Linked DNA regions of Anser cygnoides: region 1 is linked to region 2. Evidence: chromatin contacts called from public Hi-C data. All regions are on one chromosome and are shown on one strand. The core of a region is the stretch at or near the end of the contact, and the rest is flanking DNA. Distances in the headings are between cores, read along the strand shown.

Region 1 (3,154 bases), core at 506-3,005, 53 kb after region 2:
GGCACAAGCGGTCACGCAGTACTCACAGTGCCAGGGCTGTCCTGTGGAGAACTTTACAGTAAATACACAGAGGCAGCAGTTTAAATGCTGTAATAAAACACCCAAGTAAACCCAAATTCCAAACCAGGGGGAATAATGAGATATGCCGTTTGAAGCAAGGCAGTCAAGAATGTAAACAGCATTTGTAATTTAAAATCACTGAAACTGTAATAGGAGACTAGGTTAAAAGGGCCTTTCATGTAGCAAATTAGCTTAAAGATCTAGTTAAAGAATTTATTTTGTATTCATAACAGTTAACGCAAATTGCATTTATCAGTCCATACATGTACCTTTCGACTCAAGCACTTTCCTTTTGCCTCGTATTTCAGCACACAATCTCGCGTTACACCGGACCTTGACACAAGGAAGCTACTTCATTGGGCATCAGCACTGTACTGACAATAAAATTGTGTCTTCAGCATGGCTCACCAGAATCTGCAAGGTTCATAAAACCTGAACTTTGACCACCCTATCAGATGTCAATAAAAACTTACCAGCATTTTGTACAAGATTTTAAGATTTCAAATGCTTTTTTTTTTTTTGAGGAAAAGATTCTAATAATTCAGAAAATCACCAGTAGTCCTCCACCACCACCACCCTTCCTGGTATTCCTGTGCCACTGCTGCAGCCGGGGGGAGCCCCAGAGAGGGCAGTGGGATCGAAGAGCAACCATCTGCCTTGCAGCATCACCCTGACCACGTCCTGCAGCCTTTCAGGTGTGCTGGCAGATGTGCTTGTTGAAGTAAGTATATACATTTATTAGCCAAAGCCTCCTGCAATTTAATGAACATTGGGTACAGAAATATTTTTGAAGTGTTTATTGTCTGTGTTTTACAGCAGGGCATAAAGTAGTGGAATGACTGTCACATTTTACTAAGCTCAGTGACAGAAGCAAACATTTAATTCAGCAATAGAAATATTTCCATTAAACATAGTCCTCACATTTAGAGCCCAGGTGGCAGGAAGCATCACACCAGCTATGCCTTTTCTCTCACCACACACATTACATGTGCAATACTTCATCAAACTTAACTTTCAGGAGGATAGCTTAAATACAAAAAATTAAAATAAATATCAGAGAAGCACACCATCCCCGCTTGGGCTGTGGCAAGAGCAAGGGGAGGACAGTAAGTGAGGGCTGAGTCTGAGAGCAGCCTCCCGTATCAACCTACCACCTCTCCATCACTGGATGGCGACTTTGCCGATTCCTACAGGCCACATCCTCCAACATGCAAAACAGCCAGTCATGTAGTGTTATATCGACCTGCTTTAACTCATCAGAAACACTTGTGTAAGTGAGACAGGCGGCTGGTGAAGGGTTTGGGCTGGGAGGCCCCGGCACACGGGCTTCGCCGCCCACCCTCTCGCTCCAGCCTTCGCTCTGTAACCCCTCACACACAGCCTGAGACGCACCCTGGCTCCCCACAGACAGGACAGCAAACCCAGCCAGTGACCCAGCTCCTCGCCTGGACGAGCAGGAAGCTGTGCTGGCGTGAGCCAGAGGAGAAGCCAAACCTCCGTACGCCTCACAGCCGAGGGGCCTGCAGCTTGTAGAGCCTCACTGCGAGGCCACACGTCCGCTCCACTTCAAGCCAGTTGCTCCTGGGCCACGGTCTGTGAGCTGGGCAACACATTTCCCAGCACGTTCGTTGGACTGTGTTCACAATTTGCCCGGTGTCCAAGTTCCACACACCCTGGAAGGCCCCTAGTGCTCAGGAAGTGTTGTGACGGAGGCTGCGGTGCGGGAGGCAGCCACGGCCCAGCGCGGTTGTGCTCGGCAGCCCTCTGCAGGCACTGTGGGCGAGCGAAGCAGCGGGAGCTCAGGCAGTCATTTGCACTCACAAACAAAAGCCTAAGGCTTGGTACTCCTGCACATCCCTCCCCTCTTTCATGCGCCCTGCAGTCATTGCCTCTTTCCTAAGTCCTGGTTAAATTGGGCTTCTACTCTCTAAGGAAACAGCCAATTTAGACAGGCAGTACAGAGCAGCTGTATCTGCCAGTCTGGATTTACAATACCTCCCCTGGCAAATCGTCATAATCTCAGCTACAAGTGTGATTTAGCTGGCACACCACGAGCAGGGCAGCAGCGTTCCCACAGGCAGCAGGAGCCACTGAAGAGGAGTCAGAGTTGCCACCTACAGCACAAGCCAGGAGGCTTCCCTCACAACACATCTGCTGGATGAAAGCAGCAGCAACCTGTCCCGCTCCCTCCCTGAAAAGGCCTCACTTCACCCAGTGCTTGGTACATCAAAGCACCCAAAGCATCCACGAGCCCCCAGGAAAAGCAGCCCAAATACATCAGTGCAGACGCAAGGTTAAAGTCAGAGCAGAGTCCACAGCCACTGATGCAAATAAGAATGAAAAGACAAAAAGCAAGGGAAAAAATATGCATTTTTTTAAAATCCTTTGTTGCTCTCATGGTTGGTTCTTGGAGCAATGGGCTGCATGGACAGACTGCTTGTCACTGTCACCGCATGACTGCGGGAGTCACCAGCAAGAGCTGAGGTCTGAGGCACAACAAGCAGAAAAACCATCAGAAGAGGTTCAGTTGCAATCTCTAGAAATCAGTACTTGCTTGCCAACTTTTCTGCTCTTCAAGGGAAAAGCCACATTCTGGAGGGATAATGCCCCGCCTCATCCCCAGGTCACCCTCAGGGGCAGCAGAAGCTCCTCAGGGCCAGCAGCGACCTCGTTTGCCCAGCTGCAGCTCTGCCCAGCACACGAAGGCTACAAGGCCAGGCTGCAGCTTCCAGAAGTGCTTTGTGAAAGTGATTTTGACCAGGGTTACTCGAGTAACATGGCCACTGAGGAGCCTCATGCAAAATGTTTTTATAAACATTTAAACCATTAGTAAACAAGATTTCATAACTTGGCAGTCGGACTCGTATTTTGTTATTTTCACCCAAAGCAGGCTGCTGTGCTGAGAGCTGCCTTCTGCCTCCATCCATTACGATATCAGAGTCCAAGGGGGAAGTTGCAATGAAGACTTGAAGCTCCTCGTGCATTTTATTTTGGAATTTCTTACTTGTGCTTACAAGGGTCACTTGAGGCTGTTTCATCCAGAAAGGTGGATGTATCCTGGTCAGGAGGCACACCACAGGGCACTACACTTTGT
Region 2 (2,928 bases), core at 375-2,874:
AAAAAAAACAGTAAGTATTCCACCAAGCTGGAAAATGCCAAAGAAGGTAAGATATGGAAATAAATATTTTTTTATGACCACAAAATAAGATTCTTCCAGAAACCTTTGTGGACATTTCCACCCTGTTGTAGCCACCAGTGTAAGTATGGGACCCAGGCCTCGCCAAACTAAAGAAGCTTTGCAACCAAAATTGCAGAAATTCTCGTTTTTGTGAGTTCAGCCTGGCTGCAGAGCTGCAGCAGCACTGCTGGTAAACAAAACTCTATTTCTGAATCATGTAAAAGTAATCACAGATTTGGCTGATGCTTTTTGTATTAAACAGTTGCTTGAAAAGATACAAAATCACTGGGTCTCCCTGGGCAGACAGCATGGAAAACTAAAGAATAAGTTTGCAGACAGGAAAAAATCATCATAACAATCCAGTCCTCAGAGTCAAGTACGTACAGGCAGTAAAATACCAGATTAAGCAGTAGAAAATTTAAACAAACCCTGGCAGATTAGAACAAGCGTAACAGAATGTGGAGGATTCCTCTGCTCGTAAAGCTGCATCAGCTGCTTATGCCACTGGGTTCAGCTTGTCAAGCTTTGTAAAGGTATGGATTAGGCTCTATACAAGGGCTTGAAAAGTCTATATTTAGCTAAGCTAAGCAGATGAGACCCTTGGGCACTGCATGGATCGCTACAGGAGGAGGTATGAAAAGCTACTGCAATGGGCAAAGGCTTCAGTGTGGTGGGAGCTATTGTTCTGAGAGCAAGTAAAAATATTTAACTAGAACAAAATGGAAGAGTAAAAATAACTGACCTCAAACTCAAATGGTTCTCTGAAGGCTGCAGTCAACTCTTCCAACACAACACGGCTTTTGAATAATGATTAGCCATTTACAGCTACCAGCAGCCAGAAACTGCTATCCTTACTGCACCTGAAATTGCAAGTACAAACTTTCCAAGCGATCACCCCTACTGAAATGACTCTGATGATCATTAACAAAATTATGAGCTGGCTCCAGTTCGTTCCCCTTTTCTCAGTGAACAAAGCTTGACTTGCCAGCCGCTTCCACCGGCTGGCTTCCGCATGAACGTGGGCACAAAAATTGAATTTCCATAGTTAAAGACACACGATCCCCAAAGAAATTACTGCCAGCACAGGAACAAGGACTGGCTGCTGGGCTGTCGTCAGCTCCACCGCAGTGGCCCGTCCCTGAGTTTGTCTCAAAAGCACATTTGCACCTGTGAAGGGGGAAGACGAGGAGCTCGCCAGGCCAGCCTTTGGCAGAGGTCAGCGCAGGGTCCTGAAGTGGTCTCCTACCTAACTTACACGTGTATTTTAAACTCAAGGTGGCTAATTAACAATAGAATAAAATCACATTCCTATAGGTGAATAAAACCATTTCATCGACAGCAGCTGAACAGTGCTGCCCTTTCCCTCAAGCCCTGTGTCCCCCCCCAAATTTTAGCACAAAAGGTGAATTGTATTTTGTATCTTTTTTTTTGTGAGAATGCTCCACTTTAGTCTCTCCAGTTTCTCTCTTCCTTTTTTTTTTTTTTTTGTCCTGTTTGCCTGAGAGAAATGCAAACATAAAAAAGACTGGAGTCGACCATTTGACCCCCTACAACGATCAAACGGGCTCCAAGTTAGACAATGCCAGATCCCACGCGGCGTGCCTGGGAGCAGCCTCCAGCAACAGCCCCTGCTGCACCGATTCGCACATTAATCTGTCAATATGAACCCTGGATGCATTACCATCAGCAGCACAGAACTGGAAAAAAAAAAAACCTCTCAATAGCACTTTTGTGCAATTATTCAGATCTGCCAATGAGATAAAAATGGACACGAGAGGTTCAGCAAAAGAACTGCACATGTAGTGTCGGGGCAGAGCTTACAAAAGCACAGTCTGAGCTGGAAATAAGCTGGGGGAGTGGGAACGCCGGCCAGCGTCGCAGGACAGACACAGCTGCCAGCCTCCTCGCAAACTGCTCCTCACTTGCAAAGGGAACAACTGCACGGGATGCACGCAGCAGGAGCTGGCCTCTGCCTGTGCTGAGCCCTGCTCTCCTGCGGCACAAGGGGAGGAGAGGAGAAAGGTGAGCACAGGCCGGTAGTACTGGCAGGAAGACTCCCACGGGCCAGGAGGAGATGGAGAAGGCCGAGTAGAGAGACACTGCAGCTTCACGGGGCTGGAGGGGAGAAGCTGTGGAGAGCTGCTCCCTTGAGGGGAAGATGGGCAGGGAGCAGAGGGGCGAGCAGCAGCAGGCAGAACGGGAAGCAGCCTTCAGAACAGCAGCAGGAGCAGACTTAGTTGATTCATTTGTATCAGCAGGCCAAGTATTGGCTTCAGAAAGCCCGTAAAATCCCCAAAACAACATACTGACATCCCAACAAGATCCCCTTCTGCTGCAAGAGCTCACAGATCAAGTGGCACAGCATTTACCCTACAGCAGTCTGACAGAGGTGGCTGAACACACAGTCCCGCGTGCACAGCGAGGGTAACCCACCGCTGCCTGCGATTTCATATTCAAACGTGTGCAGGTACGAGGTGGGTGTCCTCTTTACAGACCCCCTGACAGTTCCCACTCTCTGTGAACCATCTCTAGCTACTGCTTCTTAACTGTGTGACAATTAGGAAGTTTTCCCAGACCAAATATGTTGTTCCTGGGGAAAGCATCAGGTTCCCAAAGCAGATTTGAAGAAAAAAACTTAATATATGAAGGCTAAAGAAAAAAGGGAAAAAAACACTCCCCAAGACGTCTTGCAAAACACTGTGGTGTGGGCACGAACACGTGAGAGGCTGCAGCAGCAAGATGCCAGCTGGGAAGCAGGGCAGCAGCCGGAGCTGGAGGTTACGGTGCAAGCCACAGCAGTGCAGATGCAGGCAGCACAGCAGCCTCAGAAAACGCACTCCACGTCTTTGCCCAAGTGCAGTAAAGCTA

What was found. A called contact is a pair of places that touch in the nucleus more often than the background predicts.
Region 1: a contact with region 2 is called in a Hi-C map of fetal liver, with 2.6 times the contacts expected there. The contact joins two enhancer-like sites. A contact is called at or near these places in 5 of 7 Hi-C or Micro-C datasets (fetal liver, granulosa cells and liver).

The regions. Positions count from the first base shown.
Region 1 is chr10:22,605,991-22,609,144 of Taihu_goose_T2T_genome, forward strand. It overlaps LOC125182522 (a long non-coding RNA gene), which reads left to right. Exons shown (of 2, transcript XR_007162495.2): 2 at 369-550. Among named protein-coding and RNA genes, the nearest start is that of PHF2, 5.4 kb to the left of the region's middle. Within about 2 kb of position 1,756, at least 1 of the 3 cell types and tissues checked has open chromatin away from gene starts, as enhancers often do. A contact at or near this core is called in fetal liver, where this site is marked.
Region 2 is chr10:22,552,782-22,555,709 of Taihu_goose_T2T_genome, forward strand. The region is part of intron 2 of PHF2 (PHD finger protein 2); the gene reads right to left. It also overlaps the pseudogene LOC136791617. Among named protein-coding and RNA genes, the nearest start is that of PHF2, 48 kb to the right of the region's middle. Within about 2 kb of position 1,625, at least 1 of the 3 cell types and tissues checked has open chromatin away from gene starts, as enhancers often do. A contact at or near this core is called in fetal liver, where this site is marked.